Regions from separate parts of the Mus musculus genome. Here region 1 is linked to region 2. The links are chromatin contacts, called in public HiChIP or PLAC-seq maps. All regions are on one chromosome and are shown on one strand. The core of a region is the stretch at or near the end of the contact, and the rest is flanking DNA. Distances in the headings are between cores, read along the strand shown.

What was found. HiChIP or PLAC-seq counts read pairs in DNA pulled down with a chosen protein or histone mark.
Region 1: a contact with region 2 is called in an H3K4me3 HiChIP or PLAC-seq map of intestinal crypt epithelium, with 8 read pairs. The contact joins the enhancer-like site here to the promoter of Tbc1d31 in region 2. A contact is called at or near these places in 17 of 484 Hi-C or Micro-C datasets (the 3T3-L1 cell line, CD8 T cells, the G1E-ER4 cell line and 11 more), 11 of 115 datasets of contacts at active chromatin or transcription factors (the HPC-7 cell line, the SCID.adh cell line, double positive thymocytes and 6 more) and 4 of 9 other capture datasets (adipose tissue, embryonic stem cells, liver and 1 more).

What each region holds. Positions count from the first base shown.
Region 1 is chr15:57,955,856-57,959,011 of GRCm38.p6, reverse strand. It overlaps Tbc1d31 (TBC1 domain family, member 31), which reads right to left. Exons shown (of 21, transcript NM_001081396.2): 17 at 583-675. Among named protein-coding and RNA genes, the nearest start is that of n-TMcat16, 19 kb to the left of the region's middle. Within about 2 kb of position 1,406, at least 24 of the 459 cell types and tissues checked have an H3K27ac peak or open chromatin away from gene starts, as enhancers often do. A contact at or near this core is called in intestinal crypt epithelium, intestinal villus epithelium, pancreatic cancer cells and 1 more, where this site is marked.
Region 2 is chr15:57,910,864-57,913,814 of GRCm38.p6, reverse strand. Tbc1d31 (TBC1 domain family, member 31) reads right to left here and starts at 1,616. Exons shown (of 21, transcript NM_001081396.2): 1 at 1,424-1,616. The coding sequence starts at 1,500.

The DNA.
Region 1 (3,156 bases), core at 157-2,656, 45 kb before region 2:
TAACAAAATGTTTTTCTCAAATAAAAACTTGCATTAACAGCTCCTTTCAATGATAAAATATATACCTTAACTCTACGTTTGCTGACTTAACTCTAGATAATTCTAGGTTAAAGCAGTTCCCATTTCTTGCTTTGTGCTCCTTCAAACCCAAAGGTTCAGGGAATCTTCCTATGTGAGCACTCAGCACTTCCTATGTGAGCACTCAGCACTCAGCACTTCCTATATGAGCACTCAGCACTCAGCACTTCAGGTTTGGGAGGGTTCTGGAGTCTGATACTGAGCAGGTGGAAAGGGGTGTTTTCAATCACTGTCACACAAACACAGGGGAGCTCAGCAAACAGCAAGAGTGAGATCTTGAGGCAAAACTTGGGCTCAATCTGGTACCGTGGAAATGTGGCCACACTGTTGGGGAACCAGGAGTCGAAGCATTACACATATGCATTCTGCCATTTGCTAAGTTACACGATATTCTGCATAAAGGATAAAGAGAATGAATACTAGAAACCACAAGGGGGTCCAGCCTTGTCCACAGGTCAGCTGAAGGGCAGCGCTTTCCTCCCTTCAGAGAGAGCTGCTTTCTACCTTCTCATAAAGTCGCTTTTGTGCTTCGAGTTCCAGCTGCCTTATTTCCAGGTCCTTGGCTGTGGCAGCGATTTCTTGATCTCTCATTTGTACCTATGGATGAAGCACAGACTGTCAGGACCTCACAGCATAATCTTTAATAGGTGCAGTGATCTTGTAACCCGACACCCACAGAGCACTACCAACACAACAAGTAGAACTGGGTTGGAAACTGACTAACTGGCAGCACGGCAGTGCTCTCTTGGAATCCAGGGCTAAGATGGGTTAAGCTTATGTTTTTTAAACAGCAGGCCCAACCGCCATATGCCCATGGAGACAGACTGATGAGCAGGTGGCAGCTTGTCCCCGTTACGGTAACCAGCTCCCAGCTCCAGAAAACCAGGCGACTGGAAGTTGGGCTGCAGACAAACAATGTTTATTCTTATTAAAGTAACATGTTCAATTAAAAATGAAGCTCTGAACTTCTTCTACATTGAAGTTTCCTGTGAGCTGATTGTTAGTCTACTCTCTGTGTGGAGTGTTTACCGGGAGCTTGCTGTCCCCACAGCTCTAAGGCGGGCTGGGTGAGGCACTCCCCACAGAATCTTCCTAAGCCTCTGGCTGCCTACAGACCCAGGTGTTTCAGGGGTGGGAATCAAGTAAATGGTGTGGATTTGGAAAACAAAACTACGATCAATTACCTATCCTCATTGATTCTTCTGGCAAGCACTGAAGGACTGAGTCACTGCTTAGTCACTACCGAGCATTTCCACTGTTGACAGCGCACTAGGAACTACTTGTAAGGGAAGAGGCGTAAAATGAGGGCACAGTGGGACGCAGACTCACATTCAAGGGGTAAGATAAATGGTCTGTAACCGACTATGCGGAAGGTATGGGGAAACGCTAGCTAAGGTGAGGTCTGAGTGTGCAGCCAGAGTCCTGGGGACACAGAGGGGAAGGCTGCAGCCAGAGTCCTGGGGACACAGAGGGGAAGGCTGCAGCCAGAGTCCTGGGGGCACAGAGGGGAAGGCTACAGCCAGAGTCCTGGGGACACAGAGGGGAAGGCTGCAGCCAGAGTCCTGGGGACACAGAGGGGAAGGCTGCAGCCAGAGTCCTGGGGACACAGAGGGGAAGGCTGCAGCCAGAGTCCTGGGGACACAGAGGGGAAGGCTACAGCCAGAGTCCTGGGGACACAGAGGGAAGGCAAAGCTGGGCACACCACCCCACTCTGTTGGGGATCCAGGCACAGAGCTAACTTGATTATGAATTTTCAGAGATAAGCAGCTATAAAAAAAGATCACATGAGTTTGTGAGCAATGTCCACAGTCACGTGCACATGTCCCTGCTGGAGTTGGGGCAGTCTGGGCTATGCAGGGGCCTCTCCATGCTACTGAGAAGAATCAGGATGCCTTACTGTATGTCAAGAGGATCTGGGATAATGACACCTGAGTTCTGAACGTGGATCACTTTTGGGAAAGAACACACACTTTTTGTTAAGAATACAAGGCTATTAACTTGATTCACTAGTGAGGTAATTTAAAAGAATTGTAGCTTATAAAAGCCAATTAAAATTAATTAGCCTTAAACAAAGCAAGAAGTATTAAATTAAATCCTTTACAAGAGTTAAAATTTAGTATTTTATCAAAACTAGATTTTAAGCTTTCAAAATTAATGCATAAATTTAATATACTAATGAGAATTTCAATTGGATGAGAGAGAAGATTCAGAAAAATAAAATTCTCTGTTGGGAATATAAATATTTGAGAATACTGAGTTAAAGAAAGAGGAAGAACAATGAGTGGCGATGAGGTGAGAAGCTCCCAGCTACTGGACTCATTGCGGACAAACAAAGCAAGGGAGAAGATGGGCTATACAGACCTGTCCATGTAGCAGTAACCCTCAGTCAGCAAGGGACTTCGCCAATACTCAACAAATGGTGTCGGGACAACAGCCTGCCTTCTAGACAGAGGTAAGCGTGGTCCCTAACTCAACCTTACAGTCCGTTTCCAGACAGGCTCTGGGCTGGAAACCTTTTCTACTGAGCACCAGATAGCAAACACTGTAGGCCTGGAGGGTCACAACCACCTGCCTTCTAAATAATTCTAAAATCAAGATATGACACTATGGACATTTCTAATAGGCAATAGGTAAAGACCAGCTGAAAATATTTACAACACACAAGGATTATTACCTCAACCACAGACTGCATGGCAGCCACCAGATATGCGTGACTATTGAGTAAAAAACAAATTGTAAGCTGGGCGGTGATGGCGCACACCTTTAATCCCAGCACTTGGGAGGCAGAGGCAGGCAGATTTCTGAGTTCGAGGCCAGCCTGGTCTACAGAGTGAGTTCCAGGACAGCCAGGGCTATACAGAGAAACCCTGTCTCAAAAAACCAAAAAAAAAAAAAAAAAATGTAAAGGCAAAAGAGCGCTGGCTGCTTAGAGCGGTCAGGGTTAATCTGCAGACACGGCTTCTTCAGAGCAACCTGGATTTTATTTTTAGGAAACGGTTAATTACATAGTCTTTTTGTATGTTTCCACAGGTGGAGGAGTAACTATCTTTTATGTTTTCTTATGTTAACGTAAATTTC
Region 2 (2,951 bases), core at 367-2,866:
CAAAAACTAAGGTGAAGAGCACTTAAGGAAGATGCCGATGCTAATCTCTGGGCTTTACAAGCATACCTGCATATACACACATCAACACATACATACATACATACATACATACACATACACATGCACACACACATACACATGCACATGCACACACACACACACACATACATACACACATCAACACACACATGCATACACACACACATATATACATACATACACACATCAACACACACACACACACGTTTTTTATTCTCCTGATATAACTGTCATCCTGGAGGCTTACTGCCTTTTGTTTCTTAACCTAGGCCTAGTCCCCAAAGCTTCTAGCCTCCGGACAACCTAATCTAAACCTAGAATGTTCTCAACCTCTGAGACTTACTGCTGAGTAAGCTCACCCTTTTTAGTTCTTTCTGAGCTCTGCTGGCTGGTTCAACTTAGCTGTCCTGGCTCAAAACTGCTTTCCGAGCTGAAAGGAAAACGCCGAAGAATCTCCACTATTGACAAGATTGTTTATTCAATAGGTCAACGGGTGAATAGCACTGATAAAGGGTGGACAGCCACCAGAAACCACAGTGGCTGGCTGGCTAGTCAAATAAGTGGCTGATCCACTTATAACTGCTTTCAGCTTACAAAAACACTTAGTCTGATTTCTAGGGAAGCAACTAAAAGATAAATAGAAAAGTCTCTTGAGAAACAAACCTCGAGGTATGAACCCAAGTGATACTATGCAGTCCACGCAAACGTAGGTAATCAGAAACACCAAGATCGCTTAGGCAGGCACCATGGGAACCAAAACAAATGGGGGAGGGGGCAAAGACTCCCACTGACGTCACACAAGAGGCTGCGTGTTAAACCCGCTACTCCAAACAGAATAAAAGGAAGCACAGGCGGGTAAAAGTCCCCGCACCAATGACAGGCCCTGCAACACTCACTGCAGAACTTAAGTTTGTTCCAGCGTTGTTCCATAGTGAAAAGCGTGCTTGGCCCACACTAGGCTCTCAACATTACAGGTGTGCAATGTAATGAATGACTTAAGGATGGAGAGCATCGGCTTTTGGAAAGGTAGATGTGCATTGCTTTCTTTGCTCCCATCACCTCCTGGAGTTTTTTTTCCCCCCAACTGGAATAGACATTAATAAATCAAAGCAGGTGGAGTCCTGGCACTCAGCTGAACTGCAAATTCTTTTGCACAAGTCGTAGAGCCTTCTCCTGCCTGCCTCTCACCGTGACCAGGGACCAGATTCTGGGACAACTGCAATCTACGGTTTCCGGAGCTACTTGCTCCTCCTGAGGTCCCAACCCAGGGATGCAGCGCACGGCCAGAGTCAGAATCCCCGGGCCAGCATTCCTCCTCCACGCTTCCCACTTCAGTCTCCCGCAGACCCGCCCCCTCGTCGGTCTCCACAGCCCGCGGCCTCACCCGTCGTGAGTGGCTGGCGATGGCTTGCGGTGCCATATCTTGCCGCTCTCCTTGTTGCCCAGGTCAGTGCTCTGCATGTCGAACCCCGACCCCTACCCCGACTCCGATCCGCGGCTGACCCGGTGAGGGTAACCGTCCCGAGAGCTACCCAGCAGTCCCCGCGCGCCCAACCCGGGAAATTCGAGCGGCCGCCGCGGGGTCTCCGCCCCCAAGGACTGTGCCAATCACGCGGGGGACGCCCCTTCTAGTTACAACCAATCAGGACGGGGATCCGCCCACCTCCGCTCTTGTGGTCCCTCCACTCTGGACAATGGAAACAACCAACGGCTTCTCTCTAGACTCCACCCCTTTTCTGAGGCTTCTAATTCTGCGACCCAAAGGCTTCAGGGAGTTGTAGTTTTCTGAAAACCAAGTCTGGGACTTCAATTCTCTGACACCTATAGGCTCAAACAGACACCAAAAGTGTTTTTCTCCTGAGAGCTTGCTGCCTCCTGCATTTCGTTCTCTATTGCGTTTAGAATAAGAGATTTATAGAAATAACAAAGATGCAAAAGACAAGTTCGTTGAGAAATGGAGGAGTTCCTTTCCTAGAACTTACAGGCACGGCAGAACTCCACAGACCTAAATGAATTCCGCTTTGTTTGGTTTGTTTTTGTTTATTTTTTGCCATACTCATCACGCTTTAATTGCGTAAATTTACAAGATGCTCCCACATTATGGTTTGCAACCCACTCCTCATAATCTAGAAAAGTAAAAAAACGTCAAGAACCAGCTGCACTGGCATCGGAAATCTTTTTCACTTAGCAAAATTCACTCAGTGTTTCTTTAGTGCTTACTACGTGTGGCTGTCCCGCGTGCTTAACAGGCCAACGCACTTAATTCACAGAGAAGCAATTTAGATAATACTTTTAACTCCACTTCAGTGATGTATGAAGTTGCAAGTCGATTTCTAATGAAATCGGTCCACGTTTGGCGTATAAAACAGAAATAATGCCAGGTAGTAGTGGCACACGTCTTCAATCCCAGTACTTGGGAGGCAGAAGCAGGCAGATCTTATGAGGTCAGGCTAGCCTGGTCTACAGAACTAGTTCCAGGATTGCCAGAGTTACACAAAGAAACCCTGTTTCGAAAAACCAAAAACCAAATGAAAAGACCAGAAATGTATTCTCTCAACATTCCGTGTCAACAGAGTCTGGCAACAAAGATTTTCTTCTTTGTCTGGGATAGCCACCTTTTGTTTGTTGCAAATATCTCTTTACTTTTCTCATATATGAAAATAAATGAAAAATCTTAAAGTAAAAATTAAATGAGGTTTTCAAAAGAGAGTGTAAATATTTTTAAGGGAACACGACTTGAGTTCACCACACTGCTAGGAAAGGACCTTTCTCTCCTGATCGGTTTTGAGCTGTAGTCATCTGATGTGTGTATGACTCCTGAGACTTAAGGTGTGTATCCAGACATAGTCAGGCTCTGCCAAAGACTTATCCGATGTGTATGTATGTCTTTCCTTCTTGTTGTTAATGAGGCA